Linked DNA regions of Mus musculus: regions 2, 3 and 4 are each linked to region 1. A link is a contact called in public HiChIP or PLAC-seq data. All regions are on one chromosome and are shown on one strand. The core of a region is the stretch at or near the end of the contact, and the rest is flanking DNA. Distances in the headings are between cores, read along the strand shown.

Region 1 (5,027 bases), core at 1,468-3,967:
AAAATACCCATATACACATAAAATAAAGAAAGAAGTTTGGGAGGTGATGTGAGACAGGGTCTCACTATATTAAACCAGGCTGTCCTGGAACTCACTATGTAGACCATGCTGGCCTCAAACTCACAGAGATCCTCCTGCCTCTAACACCACCACCATTTAAAGGTACCATCATGCCTGGCAATAAATAAAATTTAAATATATTACTACAAGGAATAAGTGTGATATTTTCTGTATATCCATGCATATGAATTTATGCAAAGTGGTTTGATGAATTAGATATATAATAAGATGTGTGTGTTATGCTTAGTCTAAATTATTTCACTTTTGACTCTAACTAGGACAGTATGGCTGTTTTTTAGGATTTTAACAGCACATGAAATTCAAGATAGTAAATTAAGTAGAGGTTTGGGTTCTAGGATCCTTTTCATGGAACACAAGTCTCCTAAGAATTTATAGATCTAGCTGGGCAGTGGTGGAGCATGCTTTTAATCCCAGTACATGGGAACCAGAGGCAGGCAGATTTCTGAGTTCGAGGCCAGCCTGGTCTACAGAGTAAGTTCCAGGACAGCCAGGGCTACAAAGAGAAACCCTGTCTCCAAAAAAACCAAAACAACAACAAAAAAATTCACAGATCTACATATGTTAAGATTCTATACTAGAAGACGATAATTTTTTCAGATTTTCAAGTCATCATCTTCTCTCTCCCTCCCCTTCCTACAATGCATTACTTGACAACAGAGATATGTTCTGAGAATCATGTAATTCTGCAAACATCATAAAGTATACCTACTTACACAAGCTAAGATGGCTCTGGGGCCACTGCGGGAGAGCTGTGTGTCACTGACCCAAAGAGGCAAATGACACAGAACCTCGCCACCCCCCCCACGTGTGTGTGTGTGTGTGTGTGTTTGTGTGTGTGTGTGTGTGTGTGGTGTGTGTGTGTGTGTGTGTGTGTGTGGTGTGTTTGTGTGTGTGTATGTGTGTGTGTATGTGGTGTGTGTGTGTGTGTGTGTGTGTGGTGTGTGTGTGTGTGTGTGTGTGTGTGTGTGTGTGTAAAATTATGAATTTGCTTGCATTGTTGAACATATTACCTATGGTGACAGGAAGCCAGCAAACAACGCTAAACTGGTCCTTTACATCCCATAATCCCTCTCTTGCTTGATAAAGGCTTATTTGGAAAACACTAATGACTTTAACCAAAAATGGATTTATGTTAATTCAAAGGTAGCTGCTTGAAGTCTTTCTGCATGTGCTGATTGCTGCCCTACTAGGTAAAGGAAAAAAAACAAAAACAAACAAACAAACAAAAAAACCCTTGTAGCAATATGCCTGGAAGCAGTTAGACTGATCTGAACTTTGGAGGAAAAAAAAAAAAAAAAAACCTAAAAACTAAACACTTGGGTGCAGTACCCTCACCCACTGGCAGAGGGCTACCACTTCTGGTGTTTCATGGCTCTTCACAAGGAAAGAGCTGACTTCTCTGCAGAACCAGGTTCCCGTTCCCCTGCTATCTGTGCAAGGATAGCATAAAATGGGGACTTCTGTTTTAGGGAGCCATTTGGAAGTTCTAGGGCCCTCTGTGGTTTTGAAATTGTGAAACAAAGAAAGAAAGAAAGACAAATAAATTGTATTTGTCAAAATTTTTCAAGGCAAAGAAGCAACAGAGCTGGGCACTGCTGGAGAACTAGCAAGACTTGGAAGCATATCTTGGACTTACTCTTTGATAAAGACTAATGGTCCTCGAAGTTCCGAAATCCATTCCACTTGGTATGGTCTGTGTTTGTTATCACAGCACAGTCAACATGCTCACCAGCAGCAGCTCTACCCACCTCTCTCCTCTTCAAGCACTGTTTTTGCTGATGGTGTTGGTTTTGAGACAGTTTCATGGCTGACCTTGAAATGACTACATAGCCGAAGGTTAACTTAAACTTCTGATGATCATATCTCTACCTCCCAGGTGCTGGAATTACAGGCCTGTGCTGCCACTTTGTATTTATGAAGATTCTGGAACCTAGCGCTTCCAGCAAGCTGGGCACACATTGCCAACTGACCTACATTTCCAGACCAAAGCCTATTTAGTCTTAAGATTTCAGGTTAAATAAATGGGCTTTTAGAACGCTAGCCCTTTACCACTGAATCTCTGAGAATAGTGAATCTTGCCTCTGCCGCAGTTTTATTTATGTGTTTTTGGTTAGCATTTGAATTCTCCGTTAGACTGTGGGATCACTTCTACCTGCCGATCGATCTGTGTGTCTGTCTGTCTGTCTGTCTTTCTGCTGTATGTATGGTACTGTGCCTGTAGACACCAGAAGATGGTATTGTATCCTCTGGAGCTAGAGTTACAGATGGTTATAAGCCTCTGGGTGTGTGGATGGAACCTGACGCAGATCTCCTGTTAGCTGCTAAGGCATCTCTCGAGAACCAGCCAACCTGTGACTTTCTAGTAAGGAGTAAGTTTGAGTTGATGTCTGGGAGAATAAGATTGTATGAGGAGTCCCTCTCAGTGTGTCCCTCTGGACTGACTATCCTTCTAGCTTCTTTCAACCTGTGGAGACTGAGCTACATAGAATACATAGAGGGCTGCTGCCTATGGATTCCAGCTGGTTCCAGAAATCCACTGGCAGGAGCAAAGCCCGGCCTGCCTTCTGCAGCGCCATAGTACAGCAGCCGTGTGTGTCCCCACCTGCTTTCCTCAGCTTCAGCCCTGGGCAACCCCCAGGTCCCGGTGATTAATCATCCCCAGTAGGACCTTTAGCCCTGGCACTGGCACTGGCTTCACACCATGCCACCAGCTTTTATTTCCTTGCCTTCGACCACATCTTGGTAAACAGTCTCTTACTTCTAATACTTTCAGTGACTGAGTGTATTTCAGTCAGTACCCTGACTAATGTAGACATACTCTCTTTATCGTCTGTCTTAAAATAAAGTGACTTAAAGCTAAGGTTTTCATTGTTCTGGGCCACAGCCCAGTCGCATGGCTTTGTGTAACTCAGATATCACAAAGCATGCTTGGATTACTCCATTCTCTCCCGTTATCAACTTGAAGATCTCCACAAAGCACCAATTCAGAATGCATCAGGCACACACAAAACCCTGGGTTCAATTCTATTACTACATAAACCAGGTGTTCTGATACGTCCAGTGATTCCAGCAACTTGGAGGTGGAGACAGGAGGATCAGACCACCCCAGCCCAGTGCCACAGGGCCCAAGTGGGCAGATCACACTCAAAAGGCCTGCCTAGCTTTACATGGTCTCTGAGTGGGCAGAGCAAGCATGCAATGATCCCTAACCTGGTGCCACACAGATCTGGGAGACAACCCCAGACACCCAAAGACCCTGGTGCCATTAAAATGAACAAGCAAGTGGAAGAAAGATGGAAGAGAAGGAGAAGCAGGAGGATGTGAGCACAATGAAGAGGACTTGGAGGCTCGAGGGTAGTGAGGAACAGCCCTATGTGAGTAGCCTGTGATGCCACCTAAGGCCATGGTGAGGTTCTGGTGTGCTGCCACCTAAGGGCCATGTCTATGCCTGTGGCCCTGTAGTAGTGGGGATCTATTACTACCAAAGGCCAGGCAGATGTCCCTGTCTGCACTGCCACCTGAGGACATGTTAATGTCTGAGGGCTATGTAGAACTTGCTCTACCCTTCACCTAAGCATCATGGGAGAGCTGGCCCCAATGTTCATCAACTGCAGCACTCAAAAGAGGGGCCCTGAACCTTGCCCAGGAAATATAGTAGACTGGCCCTGGTTGTAGGGGTCGTGGGTAAGGCTCCTGCCCAGGGTTAGTGCAGGAGAGCTGGCCCAGCCCCTCACCAGCTACAGCATGCATCAGTGGGAAGAATGTCCCAAACCTCCACTGGGTGACACAATGGAGCTGGCTCTGGTGGCATGGGTGTTGATGAACCAGCCCCAAGGCATAGAGAGCTAGCCATGCATGCCTCTTGTCGCTGCAGCATGGGTGAGCTAGCCAGGGCAGTGCTGGAGAGCTCGCCCTGGTGCTGTGGGTGTGAGAGAACCAGTGTGCTGACTAACCCAGGCACCACCCAGGCCCACCTCAACATCTACCTCATCTATGAACTACTAAAGCATGTGAAAGGGCCAGTCCTGCAGATCCAAAGCTGCAGGATCTCCATGACACAGGACAACAAAAGGATAACTGAGAGGAGTCCAGTGAGGATCCAGTATTGATGGAGTAACAGAAGCCAGAGGCCTCGCACCAGACCAATGACTCATGGCAAGGAACATTTGCAAGTGAAGATGTGTGGACAGAGGGATACACTGTGGGATACACTGTGTCATACTACAGCTTCCATGATGAGATGTTTTTATGCTTTGTTTTGTCTATTTTTCATTTTTGTCTTTTATTTTCTTTCAGGGGAAGTGGAAATGGCAGAGGGTGGATACAAAGGGATGGGGAGATGAGTGGAATTGGGTAAATGATGTGAAAGTCACAAAGAATTAATTACAAGTTAAATTAGAGAAAAAATAACTTGAAGATGACTGGGGAGCTCGAGGCACACCTAGGCCACATGGAACACACCCTCCCTCCCCCCAAACAAAAGCATCATGACTGGTGATGATTTTTAAAATGTTTACCTGGGCATTCTAAAAAAAAAAAAAACCACACACACACAAAAACAAAAGACCCAGTTCTATTACCCAAATGACCCATTTTAAATCTGTCCTAATGATCTTGTGCTGCTATAACAAAGCACCACACAGTCTGGATGGCTGAGGAATGGTAGAAATTTATCCTTCACGGTTTTGGAGAGTGCATGGAATTCCAACATCAGAAATGTGGCAAATTCATTCAGAGACCAGGGAGGCCACATCCTGTCTCACACTGAAGCCTTAAACACAGCACCTTCCCTAATGAAAGGCCAAAGGGTAGGGATTCTGTGGCCTTTTATACAGTCTCTGATCCTATTCATGACCTAACCTCCTACTCAAATGCCCAGATGGAAATGACACTGAATTGGGAGTTATGTGTCAACAGAAATTTTGGAGGACATGCACACAGTAGGA
Region 2 (5,027 bases), core at 645-3,144, 490 kb before region 1:
ACAGCTGAACCTAGTAAATTAATTACCATAAAGGAAGCAGCCCACTATGATGAAATAACTGGATGTCTGTGACTACCTATTACGTGACACTTAGCAGTGGACCCTTGTATATCTAGTGGTAAGGAAGGGCCTGTTGACAGACGTGTCTGATGTCTGTCCTGTTACTCTGTCAGACTGCTGTGAGGCAGCAGACTGTCCAGAAATGAGTCTTTGGGTAGACAGGACAAGGAAGGACAGGAACCAAGAAGAGACAGCAACATGCACAGCACTCCAGACTTGGAGGAACAAGTCTACGGACTGCTTTATTCCAGCACTGGTTGGAAGTGTGTGTGCTTAGGTCTTCAAACTGGTTTCCACTCCTTTCTGGTAGAGGCTCAGTGGAACCTAGCCCCAATTTGCAGACCACTAGGACATGGGAGACTCACATTCCGAGGTCTGCTCTGGGTTTTTGGGTGAAGACCCTGTACCTCTGCAGGAGCGACTGGCAGCCTGTTTTGAGACTCCTTCCTAGTGACCTGGACAGCTAAGGCTTTATAAATAGCCCAGTGTGCAGGGAAAATGGCTAGGGGAATGAGTTTGGTCCATCGGAAGAGATGAAGCTGATGTGAAACAAAGCTCTGTTAAATGTCTTCATTTCTTTTAGAAAAAGAACCAATTCTTCCATGATGAGTCCTGTCATTTATTATGAGATGACAGTATCTAGCACCATCACTTTTGAAGAAGGGCATCTCTTACGTGTGTGACACGTAAGGTCACGGTGCTTCTGAGCTTCCCAGAATACCTCTTGCTAGTGCCCATTGCAGTTATATTTTGGAATTATTTCTGGATATGTTTTTAGAGAAAATCTCCCTACACCACTCCAAACAGCATCAAACACCATGTTGTAGGCTTCTTTGTTCTGAAGAATTTCTTGAGATAAATGAGAAATTTCAGCAAAATTATTTTTCAGGCTGAAACTTTTTTTCTGGTATGTGCTATTTTTCCCCCCTTTGGAAAGGGGTGGTACTTTTTTGTAAACTTTTATTTAGTCTTTGTGAGATGTTCATGCATGAGTACACTGTATTTCCATGTAACCACGTTGAGCAGCATGTCTTTAGTCAGTCAACTGTCCTCCACTCTTAACAAATACATGCCGTAATCAGTTTACAAAGGAAAGCGTTTGTTTTGGCTCCGAGTTGGAGATTCTAGTCAGTGAGTAATAAGTCCCATTGTGTGGGCTGCGGCGAGCCAGCAGCATGCTGTGGCGAGAGTGTTCCGACGGAGCATGGTCAGAAGGAAAAGAGAGGAAAAAGAGCCCAGGGTCTCACAGTCACCTTGGAGGGCACGCCCCAATGACCTGAAGACTTCCTCTAGTTCCCACCTGCCTAAGGCACGCCCATCCCTTCTGTGCCACTTGGGGATCAGCCTTTAAGACACGGGTGTTGGAGGCACTTGTAAGATAGAAGCTAGAGCATAATGCGGGGCACCAGTAATAATCTGTAAGAAGGAAAGTTATTCTTTACTTTATCACCACAAAACTTGCCTTCATCAGACTGACAAGATGCTAAATTGAGTAATGGAAAAGATGTGAGACCTGTAAAACATTTTTAAAGATTATTATTATTACTATTATTATTATTTACACAGAGTCCCTACATAGCCCTGGCTGTCCTGGAATTCACTATGTGGTCCAGGCTAGCTTTGAACTTATATAGATCCACCATCCTCTGTCTACTTAGTGCTGGGAGTAGAGGCGTGCCCCACCTCACCCAGTCCTAAAACATTTTAAACCTAAATTTACATTGTTCTTACGCTTCTCCTTGCCTGCAAACTATGGCTAAGCGTATACTAGCAGATTTGTGTGAAGTGGTTAAGGATTGGGCTTGCCAGATGCTGGGGACCTTGACTGCAGAGGCAGAGCGCTCATGTTCCATCCCAGAGGGCTGCAGATTGGAGGGAGACAACCCAAGGGTTGACCTCTGACCCTACACATGTGCAGTGGCAGAGGCACACACACACACACACACAAATAAGTAAATGTAAAAATACTGTTAAGTAATTTGGAGCTATTAATAGGAAGGTATTTTGTCTATTTGTTTTATTAATTCTTTCTACTCTCCACATTCTCAAACTCACGCTGCTGTCGTATCTGACAATATAAAAACAGCGGCACGATCAGACTAAAATTGGAAACTACTTTTTCTTTGCATATTTCTGAACACATGGAAAGGTTTATTGAATGTGCATTGCACTGCAGATATAAATACTTCAGGTTGTGCTTTACAAAGGATTCCAGATTTTTTTTTAATGCTATCTCAATGAAAGAAAGAAAGAAAGAAAGAAAGAAAGGAAGGAAGGAAGGAAGGAAGGAAGGAAGGAAGGAAGGAAGGAAGGAAGGAAGGAAGAAAGAATTTTTCCTGAGCCAGGTTTTCTCTCTGGAGACAGAGACAAGATGCGGAAGGATCCCAAGTTTTTGGACAGCCTGAGCTCCCCTGAAGGCTGGGGACATGGCTGCTTCAGTGAGCTGGGGGGGGGGGTGTCATGATTCTGATGCACAGCAGGGTGTTTTGGTGTGCACCTGGTATCCAAGCACTGGGGAGAGGGGGTGGAGACAAGTGGCTCTCTGAGGCTCAGCGACCGGCCATTGGTCACTGTCCCACCTCCACTGCCCCAGCCTCTGCAACCACTGACTAATCTATGGTCGGTTTTAGTAGAGTTGCTTACTGGGGACTCTTTGTATGCATGAACTCATGCTTACGTGGCCCATCTGTCATGCTGTAAAATTGGTTCTTGTTGTTAAATAGCATGTTATTTATTTTGGGAGTGGGGAGCTCTGCTGTGCAGGTCAGAAGACGGCCGGTGGGAGTTGTTTCTCTCCACCAAGTGAGCCCAAGGATTGAACTCAGGTTGCGGTGCTTGATAGCAGGCATCTTTACCTGTTGGCCTATCTCATTGCCTCCTAGGTATCCGTCCTGTATTCTTATTCTACGGCTGAATGCTGCCAATTGTATGGCTACATTGTATTTTCTTTATTTTTTTACTGGAGACATGGTCTGTGTTCCAGTCTTTGTTACTATGGACATTCCTGTACAGGTTTCTGTGTGGACGTATGGTTTAGATCCCTAGGCACCTTGTAGTTGGTGAGCTGAATGGAACTCCCTTTAACATTTTGAAGAGCTCCTAAGAGTTTTTTCCAAGGCAGCAACAGTATTCTGCATCCCCTCTGCATAGCCTTCTGAAAACTCGTTGCCATCCGTCTTATCAGAACCACCTTGACGGCACAACCTAGCAATGTCACTGTGGGTTAGATTTGTCAATCCAGTGAAGGGTGGCACCTCGTGGAGTGAGTTGCAGATGCTACTTAACACTTGAACGTCTTAGATTTGTCAATCCAGTGAAGGGTGGCACCTCGTGGAGTGAGTTGCAGATGCTACTTAACACTTGCACGTCTTTGAAGAAACATCCATTCGAGTTCTTTGTCCAGTCTTTACATGGGTTACCTTTTAAAGAAATAATTGGCTTGTGAAAGCTTCTCATGTTCTGGACGTAAGCCATCCCGGAGAGATGAGATTTCTTTCTTATTTTGCCGGGTTTGCGTGATTTGCAACACGAAAGTGTTACAGTTGATAGAGTCCGGTTCAGTTTTTGTTCTTTTTGTTGCTTATGAGCATCTTTATATTCCTTGTAATTCTAAAAATTAAGTAAATGCTGACTTATTTAATACTAAAAGGAACACCCAGCTTCACTTATATTATCAAAGCACATTTGATTTAAGCCTCTGAGGTCTAATTTATTGAATTCTGCCTATCCAGTTAGGTTGACTGCTCTCTCTCTCTCTCTTAGTCTTTTTTTTTTTTATGTAGGGTGATGACCAATTATTTTTGCATGTCAGCTTTCTAAGTGATTTCTAATGGATGCACCCAGCAGTGGGTTTGTAACTAATGCCTGGGACGCGTTTCTCACTGCCGTGTCCACTTTTTCCCCCATTCATTAATTTATTTATTCACTTTACATCCTCAATTGCAGCCCCTCCCTCTTTTCCCACTTCGATCCTCACAAGCTCTCTTCACCGATTATCCCCTCCCCTTGCCTTCAGAGAAAGGGAAGCCCCCCACGGGTACCGTTCCACCTTAGCACATCAAGTCGCCTCAGGGCCATGCCCACTTCCTGACCCCACCTCTGTATGTATGTGTGTATGTATGTATGTATGTATGTGTATGTGTGTGTATGTGTGTATGTATGTGTATATGTTTGTGTGTACTTATGTGTATATGTATGTGTGTATGTAGACGTAGATGTATTCATATAGTCCATAATTGGTGACTAATCTAAATAAGAAATTATACTTTTAATAGTAAAAAAGGAGCTACATGAAATATCACATTTACATATTTTTTCTTTTATTGGATATTTTCTTTATTTACATTTCAAATGTTATCCCCTTTCCAGGTCTCCCCTCTGGAAACCCCCATCCCCTCCCCGCTCCACCTGCCTCTATGAGGGTGCTCCCCCACCCACACACCCATTCACTCCCACCTTACCGCCCTAGCATTCCCCTACACTGGGCATCGAACTCCATCAGGCCCAAGAGCCGTTCCTCCCATTGATGTCCAACAAGGCCATCCTCTGCCACATATGTGTCCAGAGCCATGGGTCCCGCCATGTGTACTCTTTGGTTGGTGGTCCAGTCCCCAGGAGCTCCGAGGGGTCTGGCCTGTTGACACTGTTGCTTCCCCCATGGGGCTGCAAATCCCTTCAGCTCCTTCAGTCCCTTCTCCAACTCCTTCATCGGGAACCCCACACTCATTCCAATGGTTGGCTGCGAGCGTCTGCCTCTGTATTTGTCAGGTTCTGGCAGAGACGATCAGGAGACACACATATCAGGCTTCTGTCAACAAGCACTTCCCAGCATCCGCAATAGCATCCAGGTTTGGCAACTATATATGGGATGGATCCCCAGGTGGGAAAGTCTTTGGATGGCCTTTCCTTCAGTCTCTGTTCCTTACTTGTCTCCATATTTCCTCCTGTGAGCATTTTGTTCCCCCTTC
Region 3 (5,027 bases), core at 1,788-4,287, 430 kb before region 1:
GGGGGAGGGGGGAGGACAAACAAACGCGCCGTTTGCCAGGAGTGTATGGAAGTTTTACGTTTCATGGCGTGTCGTTGTATGATGTAACCTACAGCAGGAAGTATGAATTTTGTCAGTTCAGAGCCTGGGCTGCGGGGAAGTTGCATGGTACACACAGCATGAGGGACTGCTGTAAGGAACACTCAGATTCACCATTTGGTATGGGGTTGAATTTGAATGAATTTTTGCTTTGTTGTGTGTCCAGAAACCTTTTCTTGTTGCCAGATCTTTTGCAGCCCCCATCATTCAGCTACCCTACCCCATAACAGGGCATGACTCAATTTAAGAAGCCTTGACCTAGACATTACACATACAACTTGCGGCAGTCCAGTTGCCTAGAGCATGGTTACTTGGCCATGATTGGCTCACAGAGATGCTGACAGGCCACGGTCACAGCCGTGGGCTAAGCTGAAACTCAAGGGCTCCTTTACTAGAAACGCCAGGGTGTCAGAGGGCCTCTAGCTTTGCCTCAGGAGGAAATAGCTTGTTTGGATTAATTCAAGGTCAGGAACTCAAAGCCTGATTAATAATTCCAGCTGGCCTTCAGCCAGGGTAGAGTTCATAGGCTATGACAGTGTCTACACAGGCTTGTTATTTCACTGTTGGGTTAACCTGAGCAGCAGACCCTGCCTGGACCCTCAAGTGTGTACATTTCTACTAATGATAAAGCTGGGGGGTGGGTGAGCAATAGTGAGGTAACTCAGGATGTACTCAAGCAATGCCTACCGTAGTGAGCTGGACCAAGCAGAGTCAGAGTTACTGTGGGGTGACTTATGTCCCCTGGCTAGTGCATTTTATATCAGCTCAGGTCAGCATTTAACGTACTAAGCATATGATTGTCTATTAATTTCATTTGTTTTTGTTTTGTTTTTTGAGTCTCAAGTATATATTGTTGTTGCTTTGGATTACTTTTGTGTGGCGGCTGCTATGACCCATCCAACCCCCACTAAAGTACGGAAACTGGAGATCTGCTCTGAACTGAAGCTAATGCTGAATTGTACTGGGTGGGGAATTGTGCTGGTGACCCACCCTGTGAACGCCAGCCTCTTACCTCAGAACCACATGGGTAGACATGAAGGGACTGCCAGTGGTGACAGCTGCTTTGACCATTTCAAATGACTGGCCTCATATTTGTCTGTTTCTGACCAAATGCCAGCAATTGCTGGCCTGATCCAGCAAAGTTCTGTAGAGTTAATTGATGCCTGTCTCTGTCTCTGTCTCTGTCCTTCGCTCTAGATTTACTTCTTATTTTGGGGAGTGATGCATCCATGCCACAGCATGCATGTGGAGGTGAGAGGCCGTTGTGAGCCTCACTTCTCTCTTCCATCATGTGGGTCCCAGGGGTCATCACTCACACTGCCAGGCTTGACAGCCATGATCCCCTGACTCATCTCACCAGCCAAGGTCATTCTCTCTTCATTCCTTAGCGAAGACATTGAAAAGTTCCTAGAGAAAAAAAGAGAGAGAGAGAGAGATGCTATTTTGAAGATGTACAAATGGTAGTCAGACTCTTAGTTCCTGTGGTGTGTTGTGGTTTTGATGGGACTGTCCCCCAGAGGCTAGTAGAGGTTTCCAGTTGGTGGCAGTGTTTGGGGAAGTTAAGGGTGCAGCCTTACTAGAAGGGATGTCGCTGGGGATGGGCTTTGACATTAGAGCCTCATCTTCATGCCACTTCTGTCTTGTTCTCTGTCTTGTGCTTATAAAAAAGGATGTGAGCTCTCCTAGTCCTCTTCCCAGTCCCACATCTATGCCAGCTGCTGTGCCTGCCCACCGCGAACAATTCTTATCCCTCAGGACCATGAACCCAAACAAACTCTTGCTTCTGTAAGTCGCCTCGCTCATGGTGTTTTCTCACAGCAACGGAAAAACAGCATTTGGTGTTTCAGACTTAGACAGAACGTACCAGACACCTACCCTGTCAGGAGTCCGGCCTCCGCTCTCATGAGCAACTGATTAGGTGTAGCAGGTCTTTAAAGTGGCAAACCCACGTCCATACCATGTAGAGCAAAACCTGTGTTGATGATTCAGATGGTTAAGCTCCTGAAATGTGTTCTTTTCTAACCTTTCACTGCTGTGAATCTGTATGTTACCCGCAAAACACACAGGATAAACGGGGACAGGATGTATTTTCTACAGATATATGAACATACGGTGTTGTGGATGTGAGCTTCATGTGGACAGCCACGCCTCAGTCCACAAACTTTGTCTTGGATTTCTTCTCCAAAAGTTTTTCACAGCAGGTCCAAAGTTAATGCAGTATTCTCAAAATTAACCTGTTAGAGATTGTCACCCCACCCCCACATCATGGTTAGGTCTAAAAATTTCATCCCACCTTCTCCACAATTTCTCAATGTCTCTTGGTATTCACAACATAAAAACTAGTAGGATGACTCCGTATCCATTTAACCTCAAACCCAATGAGGAAGAAACACGGCGACCTGTTATAGTGGTCCCTGTTGGTTTTCTCTCTTTCTTCTTTTTTCTTTGTTCATTTATGTTTTTCAGAACAGGATTTCTCTTGGCTGGCTATCCTAAAACTTGCTCTGTAGACCAGGCTGGCCTCAAACTCAGAGATCCAACGGTTTCTGCCAACATTATTGTGGACATTATATGGATAGACTTGGATCAAAATCTAGGCTAGCTCAAATGGTGAGCATTTTGTGAGTGAGTGAGAGTCCTAACACATTAGAGGCTTCACAGTTTCACTTCCTCCACACAGAAGAAAAACTCCATCCTTATCCTTTCTTTTTGAGCTAATGATGCAGGAAAGACACAGGCCTAGAAGGAACAGGTGGGATTTAGGATCAGCCATGTGGTCCCTTGGGCAAGAAACAGTGGCTTAAAAGGACCTTTCAGTCTGTATCCTGGTGCCTGAGGGGTGGAGTTGTGTGCATAGAAGCCAGTGGAAGGAGGCAGGAAGCAGCCCTGGTCACTCTCCGTGGGCAGCTGACTGTAAGGTCACCCTCCTCGGGCAGCACACGTGGTTAGCAGATCTAGTCTGAATCACGTCTCTGGCCTTTTCAGTTAAACCTGAACTTTGGAAAAAGTCACCTCTGCAAACTTGCTGTGTAACCCGTGGTTACTTGGCTTCTCGCCAGAGCCAGGCTAGCATTTGGGGTATGATGTCATTTAGTGTTCTGTTCTGCTGCGCATGTGATTGCTTTAACAGCTCCATGGATCTAGGGCTGGGGAGACGGCTCAGTTGGTAAAGTGCCTGCTGTGCCGGCATGAGGACCCAAGTTCAAATCCCCAGGACAGAGATAGGTAGGTAGGTACCCAGAGCTTGTGAGCCGTGCAGTCCAGAGACTCTATTGTCTCAAAAAAGATGTGGAGGAGGGGTGAGCATAACCAAAATACATAGAATAAAATACTTAAGAGATTAATAAGAACAGTATTTAAAAATAAGTTGCAGTGGGATTAAGGAAAACACATGACATCAACCTCTCTCCTACACCCATGCATGCACACACACCCACATGAACACATATTCACCCCACACACAAGAGCACACACGTACACACAATACTAAGTGTTGGATACTGACGAGTCACGGCGCCCTGCCACTAGCCTTTACAGGTGTTGGCTCTACAGTGGCTTTTAAAAGTATGAAATGAGATGGGATATCTGTAGGACGTTAACTTGACACCGTCTCCTGTAAAGATTAGAATGTTCACAGTCTCAACCCAGGAGTCACCAACAGGACCTAGAAACAAGTGCATCTGTTGCAAAAGCAGCCACACATTCCCACTGAAATTAGAACATGGCAGTGATCCAATTCCACAAGTATTTGTGAGTTTCTGCATTAATATTAGATGCAAAAATCTGTGTTCAAGTGCCACTAAGGTTACAAATGTGCACATGCCCAAACTGGAAAATAAGATTACCATAGTGCTGTTACCTGTCCCCTGTTAGTCCATGACCCATAGTGCACTCAACAGTTTGAAGGCTGATATGCTATGCACAGCTCTTACTATGCGGTGTGATTAATCTGAACTTCAGCCTCTTGAGAAGCAGGCATTGGGGGATGGGAAGTCCTAGATAAGTGGTTTCACCATGTGACGTCAGTTGGGAAATTAGCTTTTACATCCCATAAATTGTCTGTGAACTAGAGAATAATATTCTTTTTCCAATTGCTCCCTAGTCCTTAGAAGATGAGACAGAGGTTCTATTGAGATAAAGTCTCGAAAGGACGCTGAACCTTTGTTACCAAAGGTAAAGCACTTGTGTTACAGTGCAGAAAGGTAGCCACTTCTCAGCTCACTTGTAGAAAAATCACTTACATTCATTTACATATCATGAATCAATGCCTCTTTCTCTCTTGCCTGCAGCCAGATTTTTTTTTCAGATCACAAGTGTTTATTGTCCTCTAGTATCTATATAAAAGAAGAAAGGATAGAGACAAAAAGTAGTTAAAATATGTAAGAATAATACAAGCAGAGTGCCTGACTAGTGTGTTGCATCTGGGAGGTGAGGTGCAGCCCAGTTGATAGTGGCAAGTTGCCAAGCATGCATGAAGCCCTGATGCCATCTGCAGCACCACGGATCAGGCATAATGGTGTAGCCTTTAACCCAGTACTGAGGAGGCAGGAGGCTCAGAAGCTCAAGGGAGTCCTCATCTGTTTCATAGCAAATTCAGGAACATGATAGGCTACATAAAAACCCTGTCAAAGATTAATACATTATGTTTTCCTCATAGAGAGAAAGCATCCAATTATTTGATTTTTCTAATGTCTTATTTGGTAAACAAACTACTGGTTGCATTGAATTTTTTGTGTAAGGAGCAGCCCAGCCTGGTGTTGAACTTCCAGTACTCCCGTCCCCCAGGTCTGTGGAAGCGCGCATACATGTGCACAGGTATATGTCTGGGAGTCAAAGGTTGATGCTGGGCATCTTCTTCAATCACTTTCTACTTGTTTACTGAGGTCTCTTGTGAGCCCCGTGCTCCCTGAGTCTCTGAGTCTGGCTAGCTTGTCCTAGGGACCCCATGT
Region 4 (5,027 bases), core at 959-3,458, 330 kb before region 1:
GGAAGACCTTTTCCATAAAACAATACATGCACTGCCCACCATATCACCTGGTAATCACTATTTGGGTCTATCATCACAGACTGAGTGTGTCAAGCCGTGTTCTCTGAAGGCACTCACTGATATTGTTGGAAGAGCTCAGGTAAGGGAGTCCAGGCAGACTAAATGTCCTGGGGCAGGGATCCCGCGTGAGGATAGACCTTCCATCTCAGCCCAAATCTAGACATCTCTTCCCCAGGAACAGCTGAATCTGACATCTGGCTGAAAGTGGCTAGTATCTAAATTATCACGCATATTGTGACAGTGGCTGTTTGAGTCTTTCAGTCATAATAATAGAACTCTTCATTTCTGGACTAATGTCTTCATGCCTACCAACTGTGTGTGCTTTGGATATTTTCTTTTCAGTAGCTCTTGAAGCCTGTGTGGTGGGAGTTGTGTGTGTGGTGGGAGCCGTGTGTGTGGTAGGAGTGATGTGTGTGGTGGGAGCCTTGTGTGTGTGTGTTCGTGTGTGTGTATATGTGTGTGTGTATATGTGTGTGTGTGTGTGGTGGGAGCTGTATGTGAGTGGTGGGAGCAGTGGAGCTGTGTGCCACAGGAGTGAATGGGAATAAAGAGGGTAAAGTGCTAAGGAACAGGGTGGGGGTGGGGGACGTGACTGAAAAAAATTAGAAAAAGAAAGGGAGAGCTTTACTTTCTTTTTACTTTGCTTTATTAAACTTTATTTTTAGTTATATTTACTGCTTTAAAAAATGAAACAGTTCATACATGGTACATAAGCTATGATTCCATTGTTTAAATAAAAAGTATATGTGCATATTTATGATTGGGAGGAAAAGGCAGAAGGACAGACAGGAGTAAATACTTGCTGCTGAGCAGAAGACACACACGGTTTTTGTATTCTTCAAGGATTAGGAGCTGAAGAGCTGGCTTTGTTGGTAAAGTGCTTGCCATGCAAATATGAAGACAGACGTTTATGCCCCTGACACCCACATTAAAAGTTGCATGTGGCAGCACATACCTGGAATCCCAGCACTGCAATCAGAGGCAAAAGGATTCCTGAGGCGTGCTGGGCAGCAGCCTAGCCAAGCTGACCATCCTGGGTTCAGCCAGAGACTCTGTTTCAAAAGGTGGAGAATGATTGAGGAAAATCCTTGATGTTAACCTCTGACCCCAGGTAGGTAAAACTCTGTGTGTGTGTGTGTGTGTGTGTGTGTTGGAGGATGCCTGTGGGGGCCAGGAAAGTTGTTGAATCCCTCTGAAGCTGGTGTAATAGGTAGTTGTAAGCCTCTTGGGAAGTGGGTGCTTAGAACCAACTCTAGGTCCTCTGCAAGAGCAGCAGGTATCTTAAACCACATCTCTCTGAAAGGTACTAACTAATGTATTGGATTCTTGGTGTAGAGATGTTGAGTGTCTGGCATATCTCTAACCAGAAATGCCATTTCTAGAAAGAAGGAGGCTGGTAACTTTATGAAGAAGACCATGAACAATATGCAAGTTTCTGCTCACGCTGCCTGTCAACCTGGGTATCTGGCATAATAAAGAGCATGCACAACTCTTTAACAAGAAAACAAGAACCCAGTGGTTAGGACTTGAATAGAAACATTTCTAAAGATGCTCAGATGGCAATAAACATGAGAGAGTATGCTTGCTCCCTAATTGTCAGGGAAGTGTCAATCAAAACTGAGGGCATGAGCTGGCCCTGACACTTATCTACAGTGTGGTGGCATCGGTGACCTGTCCCTTGTTGGCTGTGGCATTAGGTGAGTCAGTTGGAGCACATCACAGCACTTGGGAGACAGAGGCAGGTGGATCTCTGTGAGTTCAAGCAGCCTGTTTACATAGTGAGTTCCAGGACAGCCAGGATTATGTAGAGAGACCCTATATGAAAACAACAACCAATAACTCGTAGTGAGACAGCAGCTTAAACCCTGCAGATGAGCCATCTTGAAAGCAGAAACCAATGGTCTATTTACATTGTGTACATTGGAGTCTGAGAGTCCTGTTAAGGACAGTCAAAATTGTGTGTTTGCCACACAGTACAATCAGAGAAATTTCTCAAAAGAGTTTAAAATTGAGCCCGCCAAACAATCCAGCAATCCCACTTCTGGGAATATAGCCAAAATAACTGAAAGCAGGATTTCACAGAAGGATGTGAGCATCCCACACTGACTCACGATTGCAGCGTTACTCATAATAGCCAACGGAAAATAAAAATAAATAAACAAAATAAAACAAACACGCCTTGCTGTGGAAGCTGCAGTGGGTCCCAGTGCATTTACTCTAAGGTGCACCCTTCTGTCCACACATCTTCACTTGCAAATGTTCACCGCAATGAGTCACTGGTCTGGTTCGAGGCCTCTGGCTTCTGCTACTCTATCAGTATTGGATCCTCACCAGGACTCCTCTCAGATCTCCTGTTGATGCCCTGTGTCATGGAGATTCTGTGACTTCAGATCTGCAGGACCAGCCCTTTCACACAGTCCAGCAGTTTCAGATGAGGTAGATACTGGGGTGGGCTAACTCAAAGCCCTGGGTCTGGGCCTGAATGGTAGCTGAGTTGCTCAGCCCACTAACTCTTTTGCACCCAAATCATCAGGCTGAGTTCTCCATCACGGCTCCAACTGACTCACCTAATGCCACAGCCAACAAGGGACAGGTCACCGATGCCACCACACTGTAGATAAGTGTCAGGGCCAGCTCATGCCCTCAGGGCCAGCTCACCCACACCTTCATCGTCAGGGCCAAATCTACTGTGCTGCCCAAGTGAGGTGCAGGGCCAGCTCTCTCTATTGCTGCACCCAGTGAAGAGCCAGCCAAAGTGACTCTTTTATAAGGAACCAATTGGTGTAACAAGCCAGAGCCTTCATAGCCTGATAACCCTTAAAATGTTTCACCTCTCTTTACAAGTTTCCAACTTCAGGATGGTGCAAAAGTTCCCACACCACCATTCTGCTCTTCAGGTTCAGTGTTCAACGAACTGTAGGATTTTAAATGACTTTGTTCAAAAATGGGCTTTCTGCTAGGTGAGTCCTGGGGATGAAACTCAGGTCACCAGGTTTGCACAGTAAGCACCTTAACCTGCCGAGCCCCAAAGGGAAGTTGTTAGTGAAGACTCTGCAACACAGCAGTCAGACCATGCAAGTCAGTGCCATATACCAGTCTCTGGCAAGATGGATTTAAAAAACGAGCAAGGAATGAATGAACATGAGGTCCTTTAGGATCCTTACAGAGTCAACACTCACATTAAAGCGTTTCATTCATTCATTCATTCATTCATTCGTTCATTCAGCATTGCAGGGCTGGGATCAAACCCAGCTGTGTTTCTGTGAGGAAAGTGATCTAGCAGGGGCCATGTTCATGTTGTGTTCAGTTTCCCAGGGATGCCCAACATCTAGCAGGCTGTGGAGCTACTCCACAGTTCCACCTGAGTCAGTATTCACACATTTGCATTCAGTGTCACTGTCTTTTCTGTATTACCACACATTAGTCCTGTAAAGTAATGGGGTTGTCATAACGGTTTTGTACATGCATACAATGCACTTTGGTCACACTCACACAAGCCCACCACCTTCTCTTATCCCCCAACCACCACCACTTTCCCCTCTCCATTCTCTAACAGCCCTGCTCTTTACTCCATCTTCTTTTTTCCCACCTCAAGTTCTCACAGTGAGAGATGTGTGTGCTCGTATTTGTGAGACTGGCTCAACACAAAGATACACAGGTCCATCCATTTTTCTGAAAAAAAAAAATGCTTTTATTTATGGCTCAGTAAAATTCCATAGTGTGCACACCTCACATACTGGTTGTGTGCTGTGGCAGTTGTAAGCAACTCGCTGATGCGAGGTGGCTGTGTTAATAGTGTTAATCCTGGGCACATAAAAGGTAGGCCAGGCTAAGCCGTGATTCTTGGTGGTTTAACTATATCAAAAGCATCTGACTTCCTGCTGTGGTTCGGATGAGTATCCCCTGAAGGTCCTATGTAACAGCTGTATGTGCAGGGTGGTGATATAGGGAAATGCTGTGGACCATTGAAGAAGTGACACCTTAGATCATTGGGCCATAGCCTTGATAAACGATGTGGCACTCAGTCTCTCACTTTGCCTCCTGCCTTGGAATTTGACTGCTCCAACATGTGCTCCCAAGGCTGTTATCTGCTGCCTTTGCCAGCACCAGGCAGATATGAGCACCTTGCCTCTGAACCTCCAAAACTGGAAACAAAATAAACACATTTTCTTCTGTTAGTTACATCAGGTATTTTGCTCTAGTAACTCTTAGTTGAGTAGAAAACTTAATATTTTCAACATATAATGATTTAATTTGGATATGATCTGAAAGTAAGTAAAAGAGCATCACACGTACTGGTACAATGACAATTAAATTCCTAGCACAAGCTGTTTGGGGGTCATAGTCAAACCGTAGTAATGAATCATTCAGGATCAGAGTAGTTCTGGAAACCTGTGTGTGGTGGTTTGAACGTGCTTAGCCCATGGAAAACGGCACTATTAGGTGTGGCCTTCTTGGAATAGCTGCTGCCTTATTTGAGGGAGTATTTCACTGTGGGGATGGGCTTTTAGAGCCTCTTTCTAATAGTGTCTTCCCCGTAAGTTTGGATCAAGATATAGAACTCTCAGCACTTCCAGTACCATGTCTGGACTCTTCCATGTCTACCATGATGATAATGGACTGAACCTCTAACACTGTAAGCTAGCCTTAATTAAATGTTATTCCTTGTAAGAGTTGCTTTGGTGAAAGGGGATAACATTTGAAATGTAAATAAAGAAAATATCTAATTAAAAAAAAAAAAGGAGTTGCCTTGGTCATGGTGTTTCTTCACAGCAATAAAACCCCAACCCCCAACTAAGACACCATGGCATAACAGTCTGTATATTGTTAACAATATGTAGTTGCATACTTGGAAATTGTTGGGAATGTGCTGTGCTGTGTGTGTGTATGTGTGTGTGTGTGTGTGTGTGTGTGTGTGTCAAACTGGTTACTAGGTAATACATTTATCTTAACAAATTGTTTCTAAT

What was found. HiChIP or PLAC-seq counts read pairs in DNA pulled down with a chosen protein or histone mark.
Region 2: an HNF4G HiChIP or PLAC-seq map of pancreatic cancer cells shows a contact between it and region 1. The contact joins two enhancer-like sites. A contact is called at or near these places in 1 of 15 datasets of contacts at CTCF or cohesin (the NIH/3T3 cell line), 2 of 484 Hi-C or Micro-C datasets (myocytes and palatal mesenchyme), 3 of 115 datasets of contacts at active chromatin or transcription factors (astrocytes, extraembryonic endoderm stem cells and pancreatic cancer cells) and 1 of 9 other capture datasets (embryonic stem cells).
Region 3: a contact with region 1 is called in a FOXA1 HiChIP or PLAC-seq map of pancreatic cancer cells. The contact joins two enhancer-like sites. A contact is called at or near these places in 2 of 115 datasets of contacts at active chromatin or transcription factors (embryonic stem cells and pancreatic cancer cells) and 1 of 9 other capture datasets (embryonic stem cells).
Region 4: a contact with region 1 is called in a FOXA1 HiChIP or PLAC-seq map of pancreatic cancer cells. The contact joins two enhancer-like sites. A contact is called at or near these places in 8 of 39 promoter capture datasets (the 3T3-L1 cell line, the C10 cell line, the HPC-7 cell line and 4 more), 1 of 15 datasets of contacts at CTCF or cohesin (pro-B cells), 3 of 484 Hi-C or Micro-C datasets (embryonic stem cells and nephron progenitors), 2 of 115 datasets of contacts at active chromatin or transcription factors (extraembryonic endoderm stem cells and pancreatic cancer cells) and 1 of 9 other capture datasets (adipose tissue).

What each region holds. Positions count from the first base shown.
Region 1 is chr8:79,586,029-79,591,055 of GRCm38.p6, forward strand. No RefSeq gene overlaps it. Among named protein-coding and RNA genes, the nearest start is that of Otud4, 51 kb to the right of the region's middle. Within about 2 kb of position 2,718, at least 11 of the 459 cell types and tissues checked have an H3K27ac peak or open chromatin away from gene starts, as enhancers often do. A contact at or near this core is called in pancreatic cancer cells, where this site is marked.
Region 2 is chr8:79,095,962-79,100,988 of GRCm38.p6, forward strand. All of the region lies in intron 5 of Zfp827 (zinc finger protein 827), which reads left to right. Among named protein-coding and RNA genes, the nearest start is that of Zfp827, 70 kb to the left of the region's middle. Within about 2 kb of position 1,895, at least 43 of the 459 cell types and tissues checked have an H3K27ac peak or open chromatin away from gene starts, as enhancers often do. A contact at or near this core is called in pancreatic cancer cells, where this site is marked.
Region 3 is chr8:79,159,979-79,165,005 of GRCm38.p6, forward strand. All of the region lies in intron 8 of Zfp827 (zinc finger protein 827), which reads left to right. Among named protein-coding and RNA genes, the nearest start is that of Gm30271, 39 kb to the right of the region's middle. Within about 2 kb of position 3,038, at least 100 of the 459 cell types and tissues checked have an H3K27ac peak or open chromatin away from gene starts, as enhancers often do. A contact at or near this core is called in pancreatic cancer cells, where this site is marked.
Region 4 is chr8:79,254,068-79,259,094 of GRCm38.p6, forward strand. No RefSeq gene overlaps it. Among named protein-coding and RNA genes, the nearest start is that of 1700011L22Rik, 8.0 kb to the left of the region's middle. Within about 2 kb of position 2,209, at least 26 of the 459 cell types and tissues checked have an H3K27ac peak or open chromatin away from gene starts, as enhancers often do. A contact at or near this core is called in pancreatic cancer cells, where this site is marked.